Linked DNA regions of Mus musculus: all the other regions are linked to region 2. Evidence: chromatin contacts called from public Hi-C, HiChIP or PLAC-seq and promoter capture Hi-C data. All regions are on one chromosome and are shown on one strand. Each heading gives the region's core, a stretch centred on a gene start, on an enhancer-like site or on the middle of the called end of the contact. The rest is flanking DNA. Distances are from core to core; before and after follow the strand shown.

What was found. Promoter capture Hi-C pulls out the DNA fragments that hold promoters and counts their contacts. A called contact is a pair of places that touch in the nucleus more often than the background predicts. HiChIP or PLAC-seq counts read pairs in DNA pulled down with a chosen protein or histone mark.
Region 1: a Hi-C map of olfactory sensory neurons shows a contact between it and region 2, with 3 times the contacts expected there. The contact joins the enhancer-like site here to the promoter of B4galnt3 in region 2. A contact is called at or near these places in 18 of 39 promoter capture datasets (the 3T3-L1 cell line, 3T3-L1-derived adipocytes, the C10 cell line and 12 more), 1 of 15 datasets of contacts at CTCF or cohesin (large pre-B cells), 28 of 484 Hi-C or Micro-C datasets (B cells, the Ba/F3 cell line, CD4 T cells and 22 more), 9 of 115 datasets of contacts at active chromatin or transcription factors (astrocytes, bone marrow-derived dendritic cells, embryonic forebrain and 5 more) and 4 of 9 other capture datasets (adipose tissue, embryonic stem cells, liver and 1 more).
Region 3: a promoter capture Hi-C map of pre-B cells shows a contact between it and region 2. The contact joins the promoter of Lrtm2 here to the promoter of B4galnt3 in region 2. A contact is called at or near these places in 3 of 39 promoter capture datasets (the 3T3-L1 cell line, liver and pre-B cells) and 1 of 9 other capture datasets (adipose tissue).
Region 4: a contact with region 2 is called in an H3K27ac HiChIP or PLAC-seq map of embryonic stem cells, with 5 times the contacts expected there. The contact joins the enhancer-like site here to the promoter of B4galnt3 in region 2. A contact is called at or near these places in 4 of 39 promoter capture datasets (HPC-7-derived erythroid cells, embryonic stem cells, hematopoietic stem and progenitor cells and 1 more), 1 of 15 datasets of contacts at CTCF or cohesin (large pre-B cells), 6 of 115 datasets of contacts at active chromatin or transcription factors (embryonic limb bud, embryonic stem cells and neural tube) and 1 of 9 other capture datasets (embryonic stem cells).

What each region holds. Positions count from the first base shown.
Region 1 is chr6:119,781,037-119,787,063 of GRCm38.p6, reverse strand. Erc1 (ELKS/RAB6-interacting/CAST family member 1) reads left to right here. Exons shown (of 21, transcript NM_053204.2): 5 at 3,601-3,675. Among named protein-coding and RNA genes, the nearest start is that of Erc1, 64 kb to the left of the region's middle. Within about 2 kb of position 4,388, at least 17 of the 459 cell types and tissues checked have an H3K27ac peak or open chromatin away from gene starts, as enhancers often do. A contact at or near this core is called in Th17 cells and olfactory sensory neurons, where this site is marked.
Region 2 is chr6:120,291,069-120,297,035 of GRCm38.p6, reverse strand. It overlaps B4galnt3 (beta-1,4-N-acetyl-galactosaminyl transferase 3), which reads left to right and starts at 2,139. Exons shown (of 20, transcript NM_198884.2): 1 at 2,139-2,645. The coding sequence starts at 2,477.
Region 3 is chr6:119,327,959-119,334,204 of GRCm38.p6, reverse strand. Lrtm2 (leucine-rich repeats and transmembrane domains 2) reads left to right here and starts at 3,439. Exons shown (of 5, transcript NM_172492.3): 1 at 3,439-3,710. All of the region lies in intron 26 of Cacna2d4 (calcium channel, voltage-dependent, alpha 2/delta subunit 4), which reads right to left.
Region 4 is chr6:119,440,634-119,446,859 of GRCm38.p6, reverse strand. It overlaps Wnt5b (wingless-type MMTV integration site family, member 5B), which reads left to right. Exons shown (of 5, transcript NM_009525.3): 3 at 278-525. Among named protein-coding and RNA genes, the nearest start is that of Gm40397, 24 kb to the left of the region's middle. Within about 2 kb of position 3,164, at least 61 of the 459 cell types and tissues checked have an H3K27ac peak or open chromatin away from gene starts, as enhancers often do.

The DNA of each region.
Region 1 (6,027 bases), core at 3,139-5,638, 510 kb after region 2:
AAAATTGTCTATAATTAGTGTAGTTCATTTTATGTTTATATAATCAAAAATCTCACACTTATTTGTGGAGCAAACATCCTCAGAAGTCTCTACTATAAACTCAAGTGAGCAGCTTGTGTACACTTGGGGACCATAGCTTCTGAACAAGCTACAGCTAGTGAGTTTGCTTTAATGCTGGTGGGAGACTAATCTGGACTGAATGATGTTTTTAGTGGTGGAATGGAAGAAAACAGATGAGTTCAATAGATTCTAAAACTTAAGATATAATATAGAGAGTGCTGTGGGTCAGGACTGGAGATGTCGCTCAGTGGGAGACCCGTTGCTTGCCACATGCAACCCTAGGACCTCAGAATAACAGTGTAAATAGTTGTGTAGCTTAAAGAATTATGAAATATGCTCCCTTCTAATCCCCATCACCCAAATATAGAGAGGGAACTTTAATGCCCATCATCGTCAGAGACTCTCTTGTTCCACTAAGAACAACTGTGATCTTGGCTTTTATGATCACTCATTTGCTTTTGACTAAACTTACCGTATCTCTATTCCTAATATTAAAACATTATCACATTTATGTATCAGTATCAATTAATGGCAATACATATCATGGCTTGGCTTCATCTGATTTTCTTTTGTTTTAATTAAATTTTTGATACTCCTTTTTTCCCCTTTAAATTTGCATTGGTATTTTGACTGTATGTTTGTCTGTGTGACAGTGTTGGATACTCTGGAACTGGAGTTAGAGACAGTTGTGAGCTGTCATTTGGGTGCTGAGAATTGAATCAGGTCCTCAGGAAGAGCAAGCAGTCAGTGCTCCTCATTTCTGAATGATCTCCTCAGCCTTCCCCTTTAAAATTCTAATGAATTACTTTTTGGAGACTGTTTTGTCTTGGTGTTGAATTCACTGTATACTGGAGGGTAGACTTAACTTTTAATCTTCCTCTATCACTTCCAGTTTTATGTAGTTCTAGGAATCTATCACCCAGCTGAGAACTACCTATGGTGTTGTGCACACTAGTCAAGTACACTACCAAGTGACCTGGGTTTTCAGCTCTGTTTTTCAAGAGTACTCTTTAAAGTTTTAATTATAGATTTTTATCTTCCATAAGCTACTTTTTAGCTTACGGGCTAGAATAATAATTCCATTATATTTGTAATTTCTGTGCACATATTGACTTACTACATACACACATACACACACAGAGAGACAGACAGAGAGAGAAGGAGGGAAGGAGGGAGAGGGAGAAAATAATTTAAAAAAAGAGGTTGCAAGCAGGACAGTGTTTTAGTTAGAGAAGACATTAGAACTTGGACACCCATATCGACTTCTCCATTATTTCTATCCTATATAACAAATTACAGTTACCAAACACACAAGGCAAGGAGTCAAGCTTATTACAGGAGATAGGCATTCATTTATTCTTTACTTCATCAAATAATTTAAAACACTATCCTAGCATGGTAATTTTACCCCTCCTTTCTTTAGTGTGTATCTATTAACTGCATGGACTTTTTGTCTAAACATAGTGATACCATCACAGCGAATCCACTTAAAACATTTAAGAGACATTTGAGTTGGGAACAGATGGAGGTAAAGTGCTCAGTGGCATGGGAGATGGGACAGAGTTCAGCAGCCCAGTATATTTGGGGAACAGCTAGGTGTCCAGTGTGACTGAAGTAAAGTGACTGAGGGAAGCGGGAAGACACAAAGTGTGACACTCTCTCAAGAAGACATGTCACATGGGGAGCCTCACAGGGTTTTGAGTGTGGAGGGAGGAGATGACCTGGGTTTTAAAGGAGTGTATTGAGAAGATGCAGTAGGGGAAGCAAACTGTAGGAACTTGTAACGAGAAGTGTGGGGTTTTAGATGGCTCATGTTAGGTAGGAGTATTAAAAATGTACAAAAGAGTTTTTGGATTTGGATGTTTTGAAGGTACATATAAGTAGATTTCCTGACTTCGGTTTAGTGGAGACTGGAAGGTATGAATGGCTTCATGTGTGATACAAGTTTAGGATGCTGCTGAAGTCTGATCTTGAAAAATAGCTTTTGAAATGTTTGATAAGTACGTAAGTATGATATCCAGTTAAATACTTAAGGCTGAAGTTGGTTGTAGCAGTGTATATTAATTAAGATTGAGTCTGTCTTCCCTTAAATGTTTGAGCCAGAATTTTTTCGGGTTGTGAGGTTTTTGGGAGTTTGGAATATTTTCATAGACATTAGCAGTTGACCATTCTGTTCTAAAAGTAAAATCAGAGATGCTCTAAAAAAAAAAAAAAAAAAAAAAAAAGAAAGAAAGAAAAAAATGAATATAGTATGAAAACACTTTTAAAAGAGCTTTTCTTTCTGTAAGAATTTTTTAATTATTTATTTTTATTTCATGTGTATTGGTGTTATGCCTGCATGTGTGTTTGTGTGAGGATGTTTGATCTCCTGGAACTGAAGTTACAGAGCTCACAACTCTGCCATGTGAGACCTGGGAGTTGAATGCAGGTCTTCTTGAAAAGCCGGTTGAACTCTTAATTGCTGGTCCATCTCTCCAGTCCTGTTCTGTAAGAATTTAAGAAAAGTTGATCAGTGAGCTTCCTGGTCAGGCAACAGTGAGTAAATTAGGAGAAAGAAATAACCAAAATATTATATTATGGTCTTTTTCATAGCTTATAGGTTTGTATATAGCCTCTTAGTATAGAGGTATTTTCTCAGTTGAGGCTCCTATTTCTCTAATGATCCTTTCTTATGTCAAGTTGCCATAACTTGTGCCAACTAGTCAGCACAAGTGACCCCTTGTCAATGTGATGCACAAACACATCACTACTAAGCTACAACCTTTACTTTTTCATTTATTCCCAAGATCACATATTAATAAAGACATCACGGCACAACACGTGTTATAGACTTAAAGAGTTCCACAGCCTTACAAATTCAAACATGTTAAAAGTTTAGTTTCTTTACAATATCCCGTCTCTTTTAGAAAGAATTCTGGGACTAAAGACATGTGCCTTTAACATGCAACGTTTTCTGATTTTGAACTACATAGAAACTTGTCCAACAGACTTTTTCTGCCTCCCTGGATCCCCACTGGAGGTTTTCATCATAGGTAACTAGGTGGTTGTTACTCTGGAGGTAAATGCTGTAGAGAAGATGTTGTCAACAGAGGTAATTTCAACACCTCTATGCAGTGCACGCTGGTTATAGTGGCCTTTATCTCTTCTTTTTAAAAGGATCTTTCCTATCCACCCCTCCTCTTTTTAGATCATTTGTATTTTTGGTTTCAAGTCTTACTGATATATCAATCTATATGGTAGATTTTACTATTGCAGTAGTAGTTGTTATTACTGTGTCTAATTTTAAATAGCTAGTTAGAGCCAGGGATCCTCCAGGATGTATGCTGAATCAGTCTAGATTCCCTGGTCCACCAGTAAGGTTTTTGACAAAAGACGTGGTGGCACATATCTTTAATTTCCAGCACTTGGTCTGGTGGATTTGCGTGAGTTTAAGACCAGTCAGGTATACATAGTGAGCTCCAGGCTAGCCAGAGCTGCAAATTAAAGCCCAAAGGCATGAGAATTAAAGGCAGCCACTGACTCTCTTCCGCTTTTATTTAGGAGATGCACCGGAGATTTGAAAATGCCCCTGATTCTGCCAAGACAAAAGCCTTGCAAACTGTTATTGAAATGAAGGTAAGTGGGAATCTCATGAAGAATCTTGGAGTCACCTTTTACTCTTAACGGTTAGACACTCCGTGCATGTGTAGAAGGGGTAACAGTACTTTGCTCAGTTGGGAGTCTGAGAGGAAACTGTAATTGTTTCCTTTATCAGTTCAAATGTCAACACATTGGAAAGATTCTCATGTCTAGTGGACTCCAGAAGTGAAAAATAGTAATAAGTTAGGAATCTCCAGGAGTTATAAGAGTTTGCTGTCTGAGTTAAATTCTTTTGATTTAAAGTTTAGCAGATATTTTATCAGGTATAGGATATGAAGCAAGTTCCTAACCTCTTTATACCTCAGATCTTGAAAGAAAGAAAGAAAGAAAGAAAGAAAGAAAGAAAGAAAGAAAGAAAGAAAGAAAGGAAGGAAGGAAGAAAGTAAGTTTAACATGTAAAATGTTTAGAGCAGGACCTTGCACATAGTAAACAGTTGATGTCAGGTGGTGTTGCTAGTGTTTTTATTAGACACATGGTATTCTGATTTCCTTTATTGTGACAGTTCAGCTTACAGTTTCACATTATGGTTCACCATTGCAGGGAAGTAGTAGAGGCAGGAGCTTGAGACAGCTAGTCATATAGTCTCACAGCCAGGGGCAGAGAGAAGCAGCTGTAGTCTTGCTGCCTACTGGATGACTCTCACTTAGCTTTCTTCTGCCTTGTACAGTTCAGAGCTCAGTTCATGACCTGGAGCCACCCACATTAAGGGTGAGGCTCCACCCCACCTCAGTTACTGCAGTCACAACAGTCCCTGCACAGACATGTTCAAATGCCAGGCTGATGATGTACATAATTGCTCATTGAGACTCTTCCAGGTGACTTCTTGGTTGTGGCCAGTTGGTATTTAAAAGTAACCGCCATCCATGGTCCTCCTTTCCTCTCCCTGTGCCCTAGGCTGAGTTTGAACATGCGGTCTTCCTGTCTTACCTTCCCAGTGCTAGGATTATAGGCATGTGCTACATTACCTGATTTATGTTTTTTCTCATAAAAGCCCATTTAAATAGAACTTATCCTCTACTTTCTTTAATTTCTTTAGAGGCTAGAAGAGGCTTGATTTGTATTATACCTCCTGCCTCTTTTGATGTGTGTGTGTGTGTGTGTGTGTGTGTGTGTGTGTGTGTGTGTGTGTGTGTGTTTTGAGGCAAAGTCTCATTCTGTAGCCTTAGCTAGCAACAACTAAATTTGGCTTGCAGTGATAAAACTTTGCTCAAATTATGTATATTTTTTTCAGTGGGTTAAGGATTTATCAAACAAAGTTTAAATTACTAGTTTATGGGTTCTTTGGAATTAAATAATTACAAGGTTGAATATAATCTTACAGGAGGCCTTTAGAATGGCTTAATTTTATGGCTTTCCCTTAGTCACACAGTATAGGTTTGTTTGTGCATGTTACTTCCTCATCCCTGTTGATGCCTAAGGATAAAACATGAACTCATGTGTAGCTTTTTTCCTTCTCTTCTTCTCACAGATCAGGGGTGTGTGATTTTGTTAATTGGCAGTATGTATATTTTAAGTTTTGCAGGCTTATATTGTAAAATGAGATTCTGTCAACCAGGGTCAAGTGGATGGTGCATTGGTTACTTTTCTCATTGCTATAACAACACACCCGGCAAAGGTGACTTAATAAAAGATGGGTTTATTTTGGATCATGGCTTGAGTGTGTAGATGAGGCAGTGAGCACGTGAGGCATCTGGTTACGCTGTTCACAGTTAGGAAGCAGAGAGAGGTGAGTATTGGCTCCATTTGCATCTCCTTTTTAATTTAGTTCTGGACCCTCGCCCATGGGTTGGTGCTGCTCTTGTTCAGGGTTGGCCTTCACCTTAACCACCTCCCTGGATATGCACGCCCTCACAGACACCTCCAGAAGTGTGCTTTCCAGGTGGTTGGAAGCTGCTCTCTGGCCTTACAAAATGAGATTGTTCAGGGTAACTAGATCTGTAAGGAAAGTCAAGTTTTGCTTGGGAAAGGAGACAACCTTTGGAATTGGAAATGTGGTAAATATCTCAAGGTGTAGATCCTCGAGCGCCCTGTAGGAGTGGCTGACAGTGAAGGGGGAAAGTGGAAGGGAATGCACTGACCTGCATTTTTTCACATAGACGTGCAGAAGCTGACTGGGAGAGCTGTCCTCACAAAACCTCTTGGTACCACTTGAGCTTGTACTAACAATAACTAGTTGTTCAACCTGATTTCAGAGAGTAAATGGGTAGATCTTCCCCTGGACAGGCCATGTTTGCCTTGAAGTTTTCACAGCTTGCAGTAATGGGCTTTTCTAGAAAGAAGTTTTTGTGCTGTGTGTTTGATAGTGGGTTGATTTTGTCCTGTGTTGT
Region 2 (5,967 bases), core at 890-3,389:
TTTCATATACATAAAGTAAAATAAGTCTAAAAGATGTCTATTTTTAAAAGTATTGTTCTGCGTAGAACATTGCTGCTCTATGCACCTTTTTATTCCTTTTTAAAAGAATTAATGTTTTAGGGCTGGAGAGATGGCTCAGAGGTTAAGAGCCCTGGATGCTTTTCCAGAGATCCTGGGTTCAATTCCCAGCAACCACATGGTGGCTCACAACCATCTATAATGAAATCTGGTGCCCTCTTCTGGCAAGCAGGCATACATGCAGGCAGACTACTGTCTGCATAATAAATAAATAGATCTTTTTTTTTAAAAATTACTTTTTTAGAGTTTAGTATACCAAATGTTGAGTTTTCTTTTTCTTTTTTTTAAAGATTTATTCATTATTATACGTAAGTACACTGTAGCTGTCTTTAGACACCCCAGAAGAGGGTGTCAGATCTCATTATGGATGGTTGTGAGCCACCATGTGGTTGCTGGGATTTGAACTCAGAACCTTTGGATGAGCAGTCAGTGCTCGTAACAGCTGAGCCATCTCTCCAGTTCCCGAGTTTTCTTATGGTAGTTTTACACACATGCGCATGCATGCGCACACTCACACACTTCATTATGTTCTTGTTCAGCCCTCTCCCACACAGCCTTTTCATCACTTCTTACCCCTCTGTTACTGACTGCCTTCCTCCCTCAGGTTCCTTCTGTTATCATGTAATGTGTATTCTATCAGTCTCTTTCCCCTCTTCCTCTTCTCTTAAGGATTTTTTTGAGATGGGGGCGCGTATACATGCGGCTGCACTCACCTACACTGGAAATCAAAACCAAGGCTTTGTGTATGCTAAACATTTCTCCTACAATTGGTATGTACGCCAGATCACTCTTCTCTTCTGCAGTCTCTACCCCTAGATTTCTTTTGTCTCTGTGCTGACCTTGGCTGACTTTAAAAAGCTTGCCTTGACCTTTCTTTCAAAGCTTCTATAATCATAAAAGAAGACCTTTTATGTGGCATGAGAGTTGGGAGAAAAGAAGAGACTCGGAAGGAAATAGCGCGAATCCACCTGTGGTACGGGCAGCTTAAGGAAGATGTGCCTCTCCTTTTCATTTTTTCTTTCTTTTTAAAATATTTTATTTCTCAAATGTACATGTGTGCCTCTTTGTGTGGGTATATTCATGTGAGTGGAGGCTGGAGCAGAAGCTAGAAGAGGAAGTTGGAATTAATGGGTTTGGGGAACCCACCTCAGGCCCTGAAGAAGAGCATCATACACTCTTTTCTCTTTTCTTTTTTTGAGATTTATTTGTTTATGCGTACGTACACTGTAACTGTCTTCAGACGCACCAGAAGAGGGCATCAGATCCCATTACAGATGGCTGAGGGCCACCATGTGGTTGCTGGGAATTGAACTCAGGACCCCTGGAAGATGCTTAATCACTGAGCCATCTCATCTCTCCAGACCCAGACCATGCACTCTTAATAGATGAGCCATCTCTACAGTTCTGCCAGACCCCCTTTCCATTTCCCTAGTTCTTTCATGGTTCTGGGATGGAACCCAGGGCCTCCTGAATGCTAAGCATTTGGTCTGCTCTTGAGTGGCCCCTCCATTTTTTTTTTTTTTTTAATCTCCAACAATCTTTCACCCAAAACACCTAAAACTGGAGAAACTCCTTGTAAAGGCTCCCCTGGTGCCTTTCAGTTGTAGTTGCGCCAGGGAAAAAACGGTATTCAAATTTGACTTGGAAGACAGTTAAGATTGAATGAAGTGTCAGTTAATTGTGACTAGGGTCTTTCTAGGTAGAGAAAGGTCCTGAGGCCAAAGTCACAGAGGTCACTTAAAAAAAATGTGTCTCAGCCCCACAGCAAGCTTCGAAAGAGCGCCTTCGAATATCTTGACGGTGACTGGGTTTTCTTGGTTCACAGAGTCCATGTCTTAGCTCGCATCTTCTTTCAGTCCCATATCCCTCATCATCACCCCACACACCCTCCCACATAACTCCAAGCCGGTGAGTACGCCAGGGACCAGCTCTCTCTGGCCCCACCTCTCCCCTTCCCTCATTCTCTAGGGGGCGGGGCCCACCTGCGCCTGGGGGCGGGGCCAAGGCGTGGGCGGGACAGGTAGGGAGTAAGGTAATGCTCGGAGCTGAGAGAAAGCGCCCTAACTGCAGCAAGCAAGCGCAGGGGCCGGAGGGCAACTAGGAGAGCCTCCTGGGCAGAGCGCTGGAGTGAGAAAGAAGAGAGGGAGGGAGGTGGCGGGCCTGCGACGAGGAGAGGCGTGGAGCGGACACTTGGGGAGGAGGAGCCCGGCTCCGCGGCCGGAGAACGACCTGCGAGGCACCCGCGCAGCCCAGGATCACCCCAACGCGTCGAGCATGAGCAGTCGGCCCGCTGGAGAGCGACCCGGGGAGACTGGCTGTGCGCCGCGCTGAGCGGCGGAGCCGGGCCGGAACGACGGGTGGGTAGCGGGTGCTGGAGCGGCAGGCTGGGCGAAGCGCCATGGGGAGCCCCCGCGCCGCGTTGCTGATGCTGCTCCTGCGCCCGATCAAGCTGCTGAGGAGGCGCTTCCGGCTGCTGCTGCTGCTCGCCGTAGTATCGGTGGGACTCTGGACTCTGTATCTGGAGCTGGTGGCGTCGGCCCAGGCCGGCGGGAACCCCCTGAACCACAGTAAGTAGCGCCGGGGGGCGAGGAGGTGGCGGAGGTGGGCGGGCGCTCCGGGCGGGGACCCGCCTCTCCGAGCTGATTCCAGGTGCCGGCGCCGCCCCGCGCTTTCCTGGGGACCTGGGCTTGTCGAGGCCACTGTGGGTCGCTGATCCTGGCCTGCCCACTCAGGACAGAGTGGAGCCGGGACGCTCTCAGGACATCCGGAGCGCTGGTGGAGGATTGGGGCGCCTTCCACCGTGCGGGAGCCACAGCCTCGCGGGACAGAGCTGTTTGCGAGCGCGGGCTCTGGGGCTGCGGCGCACTCGGCCACACGCTGCGATCAGAGCCTCCCCAACTTTGCCCTCGGCTTGCTGGAGTGGTTGGCTCGCTGTTTCCCCTCCAGCCGAGCTTTCGGGGGTTCCTTTTCAAAAAGCACCTCCGAGAGAGACGCCTGGCCTTCCCGCCTTGCGTGCGCCTCTTTTTCCAAGAGTCCCACCTCCTGAATGCGTGGTTCTCTGCTGGTCCAGACTGCCTCCTCCAGTGTTTTCACACTCTCCGCAATACCCACAGATCTAACAAACTCCCCAGACCCCGCCCAAGGCGACCCTGCCATGAGTAAATTCCTACTTGTATTTTTATTTCATCAAAGCACTCAAGTTTCTGCTTAGGAAAAGGGGAGGAAATGGCCTATCCCCTCTTCAATGGATATGATTATTACCCACAGTGACTTTCAGTATACTTTTGATAGGCTTAATAAAATTAAAAGTCATCTAGTAGCCAGAAAGGAGTGGAGAAGTTTCGAGAAGGGTCAGGTGCTCTTCTCCAGCCTTGAGGGGGGGGGGTGTGGGGGGAAGTTCTACTTCATCTTCTCACTGGGTCTCACTTTCCTGCTTTAAGAAACTCAAAGACTACCCTCCTGGTAGATTTTTTTGGCCAACAGTTTTTCTCTTAGCTGGATGTGATGGTTTATCTTTTGTGGCTCAGAAGAAGAAATGAGTGTCCTAGTCAGTAACTAAGCAGGATCGGTTTGGAGATGTACTCTTATAGCCCTACCTCTCTATGGCTGTGGACACAATTCTGGCTGTGAACTAGAAGATGCTGTTACAAGGGATCAAGCTATGGCTGTAGCTAGAGATCAAGAGGCAAGAGGAATCCTGCCTACATGGTCTCCAGGGTCCCTCTCAGTTGGGCTGTGGAGATTGTATGGCCTCTGACACTTGAACATTTCCAACGTGAGAGAGCCCCTACTTGGGGGAAGACCGAGGACGGTTGCACTCAGCCACAAGCATGTAGTCTTACAAAGAAGTCTTCCTTGCCTTGACCCCACTCTTCCTCCTCAGGTTTTGTTGCAGGTAGCTGAATTTTCTTGGAGTGTGTAACGGTGGGAGGTGTGGATTCATCTTCCTTGGAAGGCCTTTGCCAGCCTGGTTAGTGGGATAGTCTACATAAAATAGACAGGGAAGCAGTCGCTTTGTGATCCTGAAGTCAGTGGCTGCCTTTGCTCCTTTTCGCCTGTCCTCTGCCGCAGGTGTCACGAGTCTCTTCTGAGACCAGGTCCAGGTGGCCAGAATAATAATAAGTTGCACTCTGGCTCTGGGTCTCTGGATCCTGCCGCCTTCTTCATACCAGACTTGTGGCCTTTTTAAGTTTTTATTTAAAAAATTATTTCTTTTTCCAAACCGACCCTTCTCCAAAAATGTGTTCTCAGTGTCTTATTCCAAAATTGACTTAGTGTTCCTTGTGGTTTCTTTCTTTCTTTTTGAGACAGCCACTCATTCTGTATCCCAGGCTGCAGCAACTTGCAGGCTGGGCTTGACTTCAAAATCTTCCTTCCTCAGTCTCTCGAGTGCAGGAGGATTATGGGGAATGCCACACATAGCCTGTCTTCCTTGTGATATCTGTCTGTCTGTCTGTCTCTGGTTTTTCTTGTTTAAAAAGGTTTATTTATTATTATTATTATATATAAGTACACTGTAGGTGTCTTCAGACACACCAGAAGAGGGTGTCAGATCTCAATACAGATGGTTGTGAGCCACCATGTGGTTGCTGGGACTTGAACTCAGGACCTTCGGAAGAACAGTCAGTGCTCTTACCCACTGAACTATCTCTCCAGCCCCTCTCTCTGGTTTTTCAAGACAGGGTGTACTTTGCCTGTCCTGGGACTCACCCTATAGACCAGGCTGGCCTTGAACTAAGAAATCCACCTGCCTTTGCCTCTCAAGTGCTGGGATTAACAGTGGGCGCCATCATGCCCAGTTTTGCTTGTGATTTCTAACAAGAGCCTAAAGATCACTGAGGATCAGTTTCCTCTTCTTAGATTCCTAGGATCCTGAGGTCCATCCACTGGGAAATGTGTCCTGATCCTGCCTTGATTTCCTTATGGGGTGGGATTTAGAGTGTGGCTGTATTTGTTCCCATTATTTTTCTTTTCTTTTCTTTGGCTTTTTTTTCAGGACAAGGTTTTTCTGTTTATTTCTGGCTATCCTGGAACTCTAAGCCAAGCTGGCAATGAGCTCAGAGATCTGCCTGCTTCTGCCTCCCTACCTGACTCTGTTCTTTTTTGTCATTAAGAAGTGCAGGTGTTTTGCATAAAAATTCCCTTTTGTGCTGAGTCAGAGCTAGTCCTCAGGGGAAGGGGATGGGATTAGGAATGGAGAAGTAGGAAGGGGATTGTGGTGTTTCCTAGTCCACACCCTGCATACTAGCTGCGCCAGAGTCGGAAAGCTATTAACCCCCCCCCCCCCAAAGGATTGTACTCTGGTCTTGACCACAGCCACCAGAACCCCAGCTTGGCCTGTTTCCCAATGAGCCACCGTGCCACTTTCTTGCAATCTCTGCCAACTCAGTCCACCACCCGCCTTCCTGTCATCTGTGGGGCTGGCTTCCATCGCCCAGAACCTGTCATTTGCTTGTTCCCATGTGAGGGTATATCGGTTTCGCACTGCAAAAGTGTATAGAGAATGGCAGTCACAAACTCTAGGGTGGCAAAGTAATGACAGGGGAGTACACTTCCTGCTCCATCTTCACAAAATAACCTAGTAGTTTAAGATATGGATGGTGTGCAATTTGGACTCCATATGCAGAAAAAGATACAACCACAATTGGGAGCCCTGTAAAGGAAAACAACTATAATCATTAACAAATAGAAAAGGGTCCCTTGGCTGAAAGAGTTACAGCCATTCACTCTGTTGTCTGTTTAACACATTGCTCAAGCAAAGCACTGTGCTAGGTCATTTTATTAATCAATTCATTTATTACTTTTCCAGACAGGGTTTCTCCATGTCGCCCTGGAACTAGCTCTGTAGACCAGGCTGGCCTTGAATTCACTAAAATCACCTACCTTTAT
Region 3 (6,246 bases), core at 2,190-4,689, 960 kb after region 2:
GAGCAGAATTTAGATCCCTGCAAACCCATGCACGAGGCAGCCTTGCTGATGCCTTTGACTTCAGCCTGAATCACTGTCTTCCTCAAACAGGTCAGTTCATTCTACTTCAGGGCATCACGTCAGATGTGTCTTTCTGGAATGCTCTTACTCTAGACCTCAGCACGGCTGGCTGGCATAATCAGATCTCAACTCTCTAAAACCAACTCAAGTCTCAGCATGTGGCAGACTGCCTTGATCTCCCCAGATAAAGCAGCCTTCTCCATCATCATTTGCAGGCTCTCTGTCTCTCTGTCTCTCTGTCTCTCTGTCTCTCTCTCTCTCCCTTTTTTCCCTCTCCTTCTTTCTTCCCCTCTCTCCCTCCCTCTTAACCTCTTCCCCACCCCTCCGTCTCCCTCCCTCTCTCCCTTATTTGCTTTCTCCTTCTCTCTCTTCCTCTCCTCCCTTCCCCCTCCCTCATTATTTGTTCTCTCTCCCTTTCTCCCTTGCTCTGTCTCTTCCTCTCTCTCTTCCTCACCTCCTCTCCCTTCCTCTCTCCCCTTTCCCCCATCCCTCCCCCTCACCCCTCCCCCTTTCTCTCACTGCTGTTTTGTTTTCTAAGTGAGGAGATTTGTTTATGTGGCTGATGTCTCACTGCATGGAGTGGGGTTCACAGAGGGCAAGCAGGCTGCGCTCTGACTCTAGACCTAGAGTCACATTGTCACATAACAGGGCTCAGTAAATGTTTCTTGGGCTAAGTAAATAAATGTGTCAGCACTTGACTGGGAGGCGAGTTCATGGGTGACCTCACTTCCCAGACCTTCCCAGACTCCTCCTCCCCTCTGGAGCACCATTTCATTAGTCACAGTGACCTGCCACCTAAGAGATTTATCTCTGTGCCCCAAGCCCTTTAGCAAACCACTGGGAAATGAGAGATTTAAGTGAGAAACAAAGTGGACCTTCCTTCCTTCTGGTAAGAAGGGCAAGGTGCTGAGACAGAAGTGGGAAGGGAGCACGGGCACAAGAATCTCCAGCCAGGGATCTGCCCTGCCAGAGGCTCGTATTCCCAGGCTCTGGTCCTGTCCCAGCACACCCACAGACGGGGAGCTCAGCCTTCAGCCAGCATCCCTGTCCTTTTGCTGTGGTAGACTCTAGGGACCAGAGGCTCTTGGCACATTCACCGAAGTGCCTGGGAGGACAGACAATCTTCCTGAGTCACCTCGGGCTACCTGTTGTGTGGCTGCATCTGCCCACAATGTTTGATGAGGAGTCGCGGGGTTGGAAGCCTTGCTGAGTGGCTTTCCTGGGATCGTTAAGAGAGCTTTCTTTATGGTTGGGTCTGATTGGTCCCCATCTTAGACCTTGACCTTAGTTTTGAGGAACCTGCCAGGTGAAGGGTAAGTCTCGGATGTCTACCCACCTGCCACAGCTTACCTGAGTCCTTCCCCTGCCCTTGTCCTTCCTGTCCCAGCTGTCTTCCCATCCTTCGGTCCCTCCACAGGGACCTCCTGTGTTTTCCTCTGGGCTCATAGCCTGACAGAACACCTCAGTAAGACCACAGGCAGCTGGGGGCCTTAACAGGGTATTCACCCCTGATCTCTGGTGCTACTTTGTGATCAGGGATGGCACTCAAAGCAAAGCACACACAAACCAGTACAGCAACACACACACACACACACACACACACACACACACACACACACACACACACAAACACACATCAGGGATGGCACTCAAACAAAGCAAAGCACACACAAACCAGTACAGGAACACACACACACACACACACACACACACACACACACACACACACACACACACACACATCTGGAGCACCAATTTTCCCCTGCTGGCCTCTGCACCTGTGTTGATCCTTCTTGGCCTATGATTGGCTAAACAGGGACTGTGAGGGAGGGGCCTGATTTGTGCAGCTGATAGCAGTGGCCTGGAAGGTACTCAGGGAGTGCCAGCATCCTAGGATTCCTGGGTGGAGGCAATTTCAGAGCTCAACCCACCTGCTTATTCTGTAAGTTGAGAACTCAGCACGGGGTAACTGCTCAGCTGCTAACTACTTGAGAAGCAAAAGCATAGATTTAACCAACAGGAGGGCATAGAGCTGTGGGTGATAGGGAAAGGTAAGGCAAGTTACCCCCAAACAGCTCACAATACAGGACAAAAAGCTACCACACGGACTCCTCTGTGATCAGAACTATAAAGTGGTACAGAGAAAAAAAATCCCTGTAGAGGGATGTTGGGTGTTGCTGTTAATTTTACTTATATGGTGTGTGTGTGTGTGTGTGTGTGTGTGTGTGTGTGTGTGTGTGTGTCCATCCCAAGGACAGCCTGTGGGAGTCTCTTATCTCCATGTGGGTTCTCGGGGTTGACCCCAGGCTATTAGGCTTGACAGCAAGTGCTGCTACCTGCTAGGAGAGCCATCTTGCCCCCACCCCCACCTTCCAGAGCTGAGTTTTTAAGGCAGGGATAGATCACTATGCACAGAGATCACCGTGCTCCTGAAGGGTCTGTTTTGCTGAGGCAGGAGCTGGGAGAGTGTTAGGGTAGTGGCTGGTTGCCTTGTTGAAAGGGCAGGCACAGGGAACTTCAGAGAGGATGGGGACTCTCTCAGCTCTGCTGGATTGCAGTCCTGAATCAAGGCGCGCCCAGCCCTGCATATAACATAGAGAAAGGACCCTGAGATACATATTCATGCTGTGTTACCTACAAGCTAGATCATCTGCTGAACAGGCAGGATGTAAAGGAATGAGGCCTGTTTCAGGCTGCAGGCTGGGAAGTCCAGCTTCTCTTCTGGCTTAGCCTCTGGCTCAGCCCCGCATTGGAAGGAACACTCTTTATGCCAGTGAATGGCAATGTGTTAGACTTGCTCTGTCTTGATTGGGAGAGAGGTCTTAGACCACCAAGGCCAGCTCCTTCAGTTCCCCGTGTGCACAGAGGCACATGGTCTCTGCTTGTTGTTCCTTCAGGTTGCAGCTGCGTGCTCTGACACCTCTCTCTCCCAAATAGTCCTGGCCAAGGGTGGTCACATCTACAGACTCAGCCCCTTGTCTAAAGGGCTTTCTGTTGCCTTGGCATCTCTGAGGACCCTCAGCGTTCCTCTTGTAAGAGGAACTCAGCCTTTAAGGAGCTGGTTTTTCCTTATCAGAACTGGGGTCTGACACAGGAGACAGACCTAGTGTTCCGGCAGGTCTAAGATCCAAGACAGTCAGCGGGGCTGTGTTTTGGGTCCTGTACCCCTTGGAAGGTCCTGCCTTCTAGACAGCCAGAGATGGCCGCTCCTGGGAGGTGAGAGGAGATAAGGGTACCTGTAGTACCTGTAGTCTGGGGCAGCGGAGATTCACCCACAAACGCTCTCCTGCTGCCACAGAGCTTCGGAGGCCGGTGCGCGCGCCCGCCATCGCAGATGCGCCCCAGCTGTCACTCCGCTGCGCGCTCTCCTCCCTCTGCTTGCTTGCTGTTGAGCACGCGCGCTCTGATCCTTCTACCTCTCCCCCTCTTCGGTCTGTCTTCCTCCCGCCCTCCCTCTTTCGCTTCAGTTTGTCGCTGACCCCGCAGCCCCCTCCCCGGCAGCGGCAGCTCAGCCTGCGGGTCCGCCTCCTTCACAGGCGCTGCCCAGTCTCCCGCTGCCCTGAACCAGACCGGACATCCCTGCGTTCTGCCTGCCAAGCTGCCCGTGTGTCCGGCTACCTGGTCTGAGCATCAGGTCCCGGTGCAAAAAGGTGAGTTGTGAGCGGCTTCTGGGAGAGAATGGGGTTGGCGCAAAGGGCTTGGGTATGGGAACTAGGGACCACCTGTCCCTGCACGATGATCAGGGCTTTCTTCCCAGGGCAGTTGCTGAGGTGGGGTGGGGGAACCACTTAGGACCAGATAACCTGGGCAACCCAAAGGTACAGAGCATTAGGAACTCTGACTCCTTAGTGCTGGGGACATAGCGGTGTATTCTGCTAAGGAGGGGGTATGGAGGAGGGGACAGGGAGGAGAGCAGTGCTGGTGCCACATGATGGCCCCGGGTAGCATGGAAATGTCCCTGCAGCGGGAGGAGCGGCAGCTATGGGAGGGGGAGACAGCTTGGGTGTTGGAAACAGGCTGGCATTCTGAGAGGCCTGAGTGAGGGTGGAGGGTGGAGGACCCACTGAGTGAGGAGGCGCAGGCTGGACCTTTATACCAGTTGCTCTTGCTGGCCTTGCTGGCCCCGAGGTAGCTGTCCTTGAACAAGGGTGCAAAGGAGCCCTTCCTAGTTGGAATAGTCTTTGCAGTCCTGATAGAGCCTCCTTGGTGGGGGTGTGGCTGGGAGTGAAGGAGGGGTGTCTGGTAGTTCTTCCTTACAAACCCAGGCCTTGATTTTTAGCACACTAGATGGCCAAACAAACCAGGAGCCCGAGATGCTTAGGTGGTCCACCACTGCATAATGCCCTTTGCAGCAGGTGGGTCAGATGCCTTCCAAGCCCCGGGTGCTTAGTGTAGGGGGCAGCGTACAGCGAGGTCACATTCACCTGCTGCCTGGCTCATATGGGCATGGATGGCCAACTCGGAGCAGGACACTGCTTCTCAGGAGCCCCAGGCCCATTTCATAACGCTGAATTCTGCCCAGGAATCTGCAGTTCAAATTCCTGTATGGCCGGCAGGTCTGGGACTGGGCTCTGATTGGTTGCTCTGCCTCCCACCCCCAGCTGTCTGCATTCCAGGGTGGTGGTGGGGATGTTGGCACCAGGCTGCCAGGGTTTGTTGGGCATTGCCTTGTGTGACTCAGATTGACAGGCCCACAGCTTAGATAACTACAGCAGGTGGGGGGAGGGGAAGGAGCCAGCATGTGGCGCTGGGCGGGGGAAGTCCAGCTGGTAGGGAAATCCAACATCAGCTTCCAAGCTGCCAAGAAGAGCCCAGCGCTCCCACCCCCACCTTCCCACTGCAGGAGGGCTCCGGCTCTGCCAGAAGAGGGAGACAGGAAAACCAGGCAGGACAGGCAAAGAGACGGGCTTCTTAAGCCACCCCCCCCCCCAGCTGTGTTCTTTGAGGTTTGGCTAGAGGATGTGTCTGCGCTCAGGACAAGCTTACCCTAGTCTCATTTTCCAAGTGCCAAGACCCAGAGTCAGGGTCTTGCTTTAGTCAGGTGGGTGGCAAAGGAAGGCGCTGGAATGGGTGATTGTGTGTGTGTGTGTGTGTGTGTGTGTGTGTGTGTGTGTGTGTGTGGCTGGGAAGAGCGGGGAGCCAGGATGAGGCTTGGGTGTGGAGTGAGTGATCTTCCTTGGCACCTGCCCAGGGAGGCAGTTGAATGGTGGGAGCCTCCCGGGTCCTCAATGGCTTCTTCAGCGGCACAGAGCAACCCCGTGTGTGTTGGGTTTCCTTCCTACTCTGCTTTCCAAGGTTTCTTTCTGTCAGAGACAGGAAGAATTTCACAAGGAAAGTGGCTCAAGAAGCTGGCGGGGATAAGACAGCGTACTGAGAGGAACCTGGAGGAAGGGCGTGTGGCTGGTCCAAGCAGAATGAGAGGAACCTGGAGGAAGGGCGTGTGGCTGGTCCAAGCAGAATGAGAGGAATTTGGAGGAAGGGCGTGTGGCTGGTCCAAGCAGAAGGGGTTTAGAAACTGCTTCACAGCGCAGCATGTGCTTAGGGGTGACTGACAGGGGGCAGAGGTGGGGGCATTTACTAGAAGGGAGGGCCTCATGGCCAGACAAGTGACAGCAGCTCAGGGGACATTTCAGTTTCCCGTGTTCCGGGCTACCAGGAATTCCAATTGCCTAGACCAGATGTCCAGACTCCCTGGAAGTCCTCTAAGATGGGACAAGATGACTCGCAGGCCACTCGCTAGCCTAGCCTTGAGATTCCTTGAAGAATAAATCGGGTAGACCATGCAAGCCCTTTCTGCTTCCCCTCTGTAGGTGTATAGAGCTGGGGGCAAGGAGGGGAGGATGCAGGAGACCTCCTGGGAAGATAGACACAGCATGGGGGCCCAGGAATCAGGAGCGGAGGACACTCCCTGATGCATGTTGCAAACACTTGATTTGAGGGTGCTAAGAAGGAATCATGTGGATCCCAGGCCTGGGGTGAGGTGGTTTTTTTTTTGGTGTTTAGCTGAGTGTGAGCCCAGATCATGGGGAGAGTAGGCCTCCATCTGTGGGAGAAACTGGAGGGCAGGTGTACTCTGTCATTCTAGCCTCAATGTTCTGCAAGCCTGGCTGGCTGCTCCAAGCTGGGGGAGGGGGCAGCTCCCACACCCTCTCAGTAGTGGGTACAGCAGCCATTGGGTCAGCAGGA
Region 4 (6,226 bases), core at 1,915-4,414, 850 kb after region 2:
TTTTGAGACAGGGTCTCACTGGCTGTCCTGAAACTCACTCTGTAGATCAGGCTAGCCTCAAACTCACAGAGATCTGCCTGCCTCTGCATCCCATGTGCTGGAAACAAAGGCGTGCAAAACCACACTCTGCTCTGGGCTCAAGTTCTCTTCCAAATCCTTAGTCCAGAGCCTTGTTTATGGAGAACGTCGCAGAGGGGGTGGAGGAGTCGGTAATACTGTGCGCACCCATGAGTGCATTCACAGCCGTGCCCTCTCTCTTTCTGGATTGATGTTGTAGGTCACTAGCTCTGAACCCAGTGCAGAGACCGGAGATGTTCATCATTGGCGCTCAGCCCGTGTGCAGCCAACTTCCTGGGCTTTCCCCAGGCCAGAGAAAGCTGTGTCAGTTGTATCAGGAGCACATGTCCTACATCGGGGAGGGAGCCAAGACGGGCATCAGAGAGTGCCAACACCAGTTTCGACAGAGGCGCTGGAACTGCAGCACCGTGGACAACACATCTGTCTTTGGCAGAGTTATGCAGATAGGTAAGAGGCCTCTGGACCTGTGTCTTCCTGCCTGGTGCATCGATAGATAGCCTGATAGCATGAACGAAAGCCCACACTGCATTCTTCCTAGGCTTGGAAGCATCCTGTTAGACAGGAGAGGGAGCCCCAGGAGGCTCTGCGTTTCCCTACCTCAAATCCTGGGGCTGTCTGTGACTCACTCTGAGAAGGAATGGAAAGGCTGAGTAAGGAGGAAGTTGGTTAGAAACCTGCCTGCCATGGCTGCCTTTGTCTCTCAGTGCTAGAAGGGCCCCTTTAAAAAAGTCAGAGGTGGAGGTGGAGGGAGAATATCCCAAATTGTATATTTAACATCTTTTTTACTTGAGCCCTTGAGCAAAAGGTGAAAGCTTGAGGCCAGGTTGGTAATAGCTGCCATTAACCAGGCCCAGCTCCAGGCCAGGCTTTCTGCCTTGAAAAGGGATGTGAGTACTAGTGCTAGAGGAGGAAGGTGAGAGGTAAGAGGACCACTGTGGGGGAGGGGTCCCTCCTCCTCCCTGTCCCAGCTGGTGAGATCATGGCTGTCCTATTGCCCAGATGGAGGTGTGAGTTGAGTCTAATTGTCTTAGGTCCTTTTGAAATGCAATTCTCCCCTCCCTGGCAAGAAATTGAGAAACCAGGCTGGGTTCTTATCTCCAGGACCATAAAAGGAAGGTGTTGGTAGTCTTGTCTCCCAAATTGTCCCTGGGCAGTGCCCCACTACTCTGCATTCTGGAGGTAGCTTCAGATAGGGCCTTCCCAAAGTAGGATTCCAGAAAGGTTGTTTAGGGTAGGGGATGGGTAGAGATTTTGACGTATTCTATTAGGACCCTGACACACAGATCTTTCCCTAGGCTCAAACTGAAAAATGAAAACAAGGGGTGTCTGCTTTGAACCCTGCCATTGCCTTTGGGATCAGCCCTGGCTATGAAGAAGGCATGAGCCAGTGTTCCGGGATGCCCTGAGGGGCAGTTTCCCCAGAAAAGCTGACTTGGGGTTTGGTGGATTTACTTAGCAATTCTTCAGGGATTCTCTTCACACACATCCCTCTCCTTGGCACAGTACCTATCCTGCTTAAGCAGTTTTGAGTAAGACCATGAGACTGGTCCAGGTGGGGCATAGCATCCTTCTTGGCCTGTTTCCCGTTATTCAAGGAATGAATGCTGGACAGACAGGCTAGCAAGATGACTCTGTCTGAAAACTTGCTTGCCCTGCCAGCGTGAGGACCCAATTTGATCTCCAGCACCCACACAAAAGGCACGAAGACCTAAATTCAGTCCCCAGCACTCACATAGAGAGACGGTGCGGTGATGCATGCTTGTAATCCCAACATTGGAGACGCAGAGACAGGTTGGCAGCCCACCCAGCTAAATCTGCGAGCCCCAGGTCCTTGTCTCAGAAAATAAGGAGGGCAGCTTCTGAGGAACAGCACACAGTGGGGTGAGGCAGTGTGGTGGGGAGCTGTACTGGGTGAATTCAAGATTGCCAACACCTTCTTTTTATTGTCTCGGAATAAGACCCAGTAGAATAGGGACTGGTTTGTCAAGGACTTCTGACTTCCACTGAGGGAATGTACATGCATCCACATGCATTGCACACACCTGAACATGCACAGTGGGGGGTGGGTGGTAGATACTGCTGAGTCTGATTGCATAGTGGATGGCTTGTTCAGGGCAGGGCTATTGGTCCATCTGGTTTTCGCCACTCTTAGTTGTTGTTGTTGTGTTTGTTTCTCTTTGTTTATTGTTTTAAGACAGAGTCTCTCTACACAACCCTGCATGTCCTGGAGATTTCTCTGTAGACCAGGCTGGGCTTGAACTCACAGAGATCTGCCTACCTCAGCCTCTCTAGTACTGGGATTAAAGGCATGTATCACATGCCCTGACTCCCACTTCTTTTTCTATAGCTTCCCTGAAGCCTCTCTATGTCTGAGAAGCCATGTCCTGGGGTAGCTCCTGCTAGGATCCTGGTGTCAAAAGGGCTTCCTTCTTCTGAAAGCTGCAGCACAAGTCATCCACCAGCAGAGGGCAGCAGAGCAGCTCAGAAGAGCAGCCTGGCTTCCAAAGCCTCTGCCCAGTGCTATGGCTTGCTAGCTTCATATCTTTGAGATGGTTTGGTTTTTCCTTTCATGTGTGACTGTTTCACGTCCAGATACCCTCCAAACACCCAACGCACACACACACACACACACACACACACAGAGTTTATCTAACCTGCAGTGGGGAACTGGTCCTTGCAGGAGATTTCTATGCAAGAATCTCTTTACCCCCCCACCCCCCCCCCCCAAAAGAATCTCTTACCCAAGACCCACGTGCTGCCCTGTGCAGTTGGCGCTGCACCCTCAGAGTCTGGCCACGCCCCTCCAGCAGAGGCAGAGCTGGTCCAGTGTGCTGAAGGACACTTTCAGATCCCAAGTCACCGGAAGTCAGTGTGTGGCACCTGGTTTATTATATTTAGAGACGGGCACATGGTTTCAAAAGGTATTTGGGGAGGGCTGATTAACTCAGAAGCACATTTACTAAAGACGGGTGGAAGAAATAAGTCAGGCATATGCGAGTTGGGAACGGAACACGTAAAAGGCATGTTTCTTGTTTTCAAACACTGGAGAGCTGACAAATGGAAGGGGATTAGGCAGAGCTGCTCCAGCAGGCAGAAGTTAGTTACAAGGAGGCGTATTTTGGTTTCATGTGAGGAGGAACTTTCTAGTGATAGAATCGTGGGGGAAAGAGAGAGAATGAATGATGAATGAGCTGCCCTGAGAGGCCAGCGCTTTCCTGAGGAGCACTAGGAGCCGAATTGCGTGGAGAAGGGAAAGAGACCCAGTGCTGGGGGTCTGCGGCTCCACCCTGCTCCAGGTGGCATGTTGGGAGCTGAGAGCATTTCTGAAAGGCTTTATAGAAATGACTCACTTCTTTTGGTATAGCATTGGAAATGTAAATGAGCTAAATACCTAATAAAAAATGAAAAAAAAAAAAAAAAAAAGAAATGACTCCCTTAGAGTACGGCCCAGCCTGCTTCCTTAAGAGCATATAATGGGCTGCAGAGATGGCTCAGCGGTTAAGAGCAGTGACTGCTCTTCCAGGGGTCCTGAGTTCAAGTCCCAGCAACCACATGGTGGCTCGCAAACATCTGTAATGGGATTCAGTGCCCTCTTCTGGTGCGTCTGAAGACAGCTACAATGTACTCATAGTAAATAAATCAATAAATCAATAAATCAATAAATCTGAAGACAGCTACAATGTACTCATAATAAACAAACAAACAAACAAACAAATCTTTAAAAAGAAAAAAGGAAGAAAGAACACATAAAGCTCTTTCAGAGGACCCAATTTCAGTTCCCAGCTCCTACATTAGGCTGACCTTTAACTACCTATAACTCCAGCTCCAGGAGATCCAGCGCCCTCTTCTGGCCTCTGGAGGCACTGCACACACATGCATATTTCCCTAAAAAGACATAAATAAATATATAATTAAAAAAAAAAAGTCAGCCGGGCGTGGTGGTGCACGCCTTTAATCCCAGCACTAGGGAGGCAGAGGCAGGGGGATTTCTGAGTTCGAGGCCAGCCTGGTCTACAAAGTGAGCTCCAGGACAGCCAGGGCTATACAGAGAAACCCTGTCTCGAAAAAACAAAAAAACAAAACAAAAACAAAAACAAAAAACAATGAATGTGGGGATACTAAATAGTCCAAGAAGCTCTTTCAAAGCAAAATGACATTTTGTTTGTTTTGTTTTTTTTGTTTTTTCGAGACAGGGTTTCTCTGTATACTGTATAGCCCTGGCTGTCCTGGAGCTCACTTTGTAGACCAGGCTGGCCTCGAACTCAGAAATCCCCCTGCCTCTGCCTCCCTAGTGCTGGGATTAAAGGCGTGCGCCACCACGCCCGGCTCCCACATTCATTGTTACAGTCAGCACCAAGGCAAGGGTCAACCGTAGCAGCTAGATCACAGTGGAGCCTCCGACTACTAGTTAGAGGTTTCGTGGGCTGCTCCTGTTAACAAAAGACCAGAGTGGATTTGCTGTTAGTTGTGAAAAGCAGTGTGGTCTGATTTCTGACATCACTGTGTGGTGCCATGGTAATCAAGAAGTAGAGCTCACTCCAGTCCTTTCCTTTAAGACTCAGTTTATTGTTTACTTGTGTGTGTGTGTGTGTGTGTGTGTGCCTATTTATGTGTGTCCAGAAGCTAGAGGGAGTCATTGGATCGATCCTCTGGGGCTGGAGTCACGGGAGGTCGTGAGTCACCAGACACGGGTGCTGGGAAACAAACTCTAGCCTTCCCCAAGAGCAGCAAATACACTTAACTGTGGAGCCTCCCCCCCTACCCCACCCCCAGCCTTCAGACCTTGTAATTCTGTCTGTCCATCCTCTGGGACAGCCTATGGTGTCTCCTTCCCATTGTAGAAGCATGGGACAGTCACAGACGGAAGACAGAAGATTCTACCTGGTACAATAACAAATGCAGGAGATGGCTGTGACCTGCCAACAACAACTGCTTCCTCAATATCTGATCCCACTCAAGTGTCTTTGTTATGTTAAAACAGCTTTAAGGGATACCATTCATTGTCGTATACAATTCACCACTTAAAAGCACACAGGTCAGTGGTCTTCAGGGTATTTGCTGGATGTACAACTGCGATCACTAATTCCAGGGCATTTGTATTGACCCTTAGCTGTCACTGTCCAACCCCTGGCTCCAGCCCTAGGCTACAGCTAATGTCTCTGTGGATTTTTCCCATTCTGGACATTCTCTATAATGGGATCAAGCAATACATGGCCTCTTCACTTGATGTAGGTATTTAAAGGTTTATCCACAGCATGGAATATATTAGTACTTCATCCCTGTTCTGTTAGTATTTCATGTATTGTGTTTAGCCATCCCCTGATGGATAATTGAGTTCTGTCTGTCTGTCTGTCTGTCCCTCTATCTCCCTCTCTCTTTGGCTATTACGAATCATGCTGCCATGAGCATCCACTGGGGACCATTTAGACACATATCTTTGTTTCCGTTGGGGGTATTTGTAGGAGTGGAATTTCTGGGTCACCTGGGAACTCTGTTAATTTCCAGAGCATCTGCAGCCAATAACATTCCCATATGCAGTGCAGCAGGGCATGCACCATGAGAGGCTTTAAGTAGATTTCTGTAGCAATAAAAAGGAGCAAAGTTGGGACTCCGTATACAAGATGACCAGTAGCTGGCACTTCAGGTGTGGCTCCCTGATGCTCATGAATTGGGAGGCAGTAATGAAGCCCAAGGAAGAGGGAGGACTATTCTAGACAATGTTGTATAGTTCACTTTCTATTCCTGGCCTCTGCCAAGGCCCTACTAGACATTGGCAGCCAATGAAAAGGACAGACACACAGATGTGTAGCTTATGGGCAGGAGAAAAATGATATCTGAAGGGGAAGCTGCTGTTGCTTGGGTGCAGAGTTGTTCTATTAATCTCATAATTTCTTCAGTCTCCTTCAGTTAGTTCCAAGTGGTCCAGGAAGCCCGTTCTCCCTGTACTTACAACCTCTTCCTAGGAGTGGATGTATCATGTACATAGAGAGAGTATGGGCCAAACCTGGCGAGTGTCACAGAGCAGACAGAGCTAGCAGGGACCAGGATCAGCCCACAGCACAGGGTTTCTAAGCCTCGGCGCCGTGGGAAGAGCAGGAATCCCCCAGGACACCTGTTCCCACAGGGCGAGCCACAGCCAAGCAGAGGG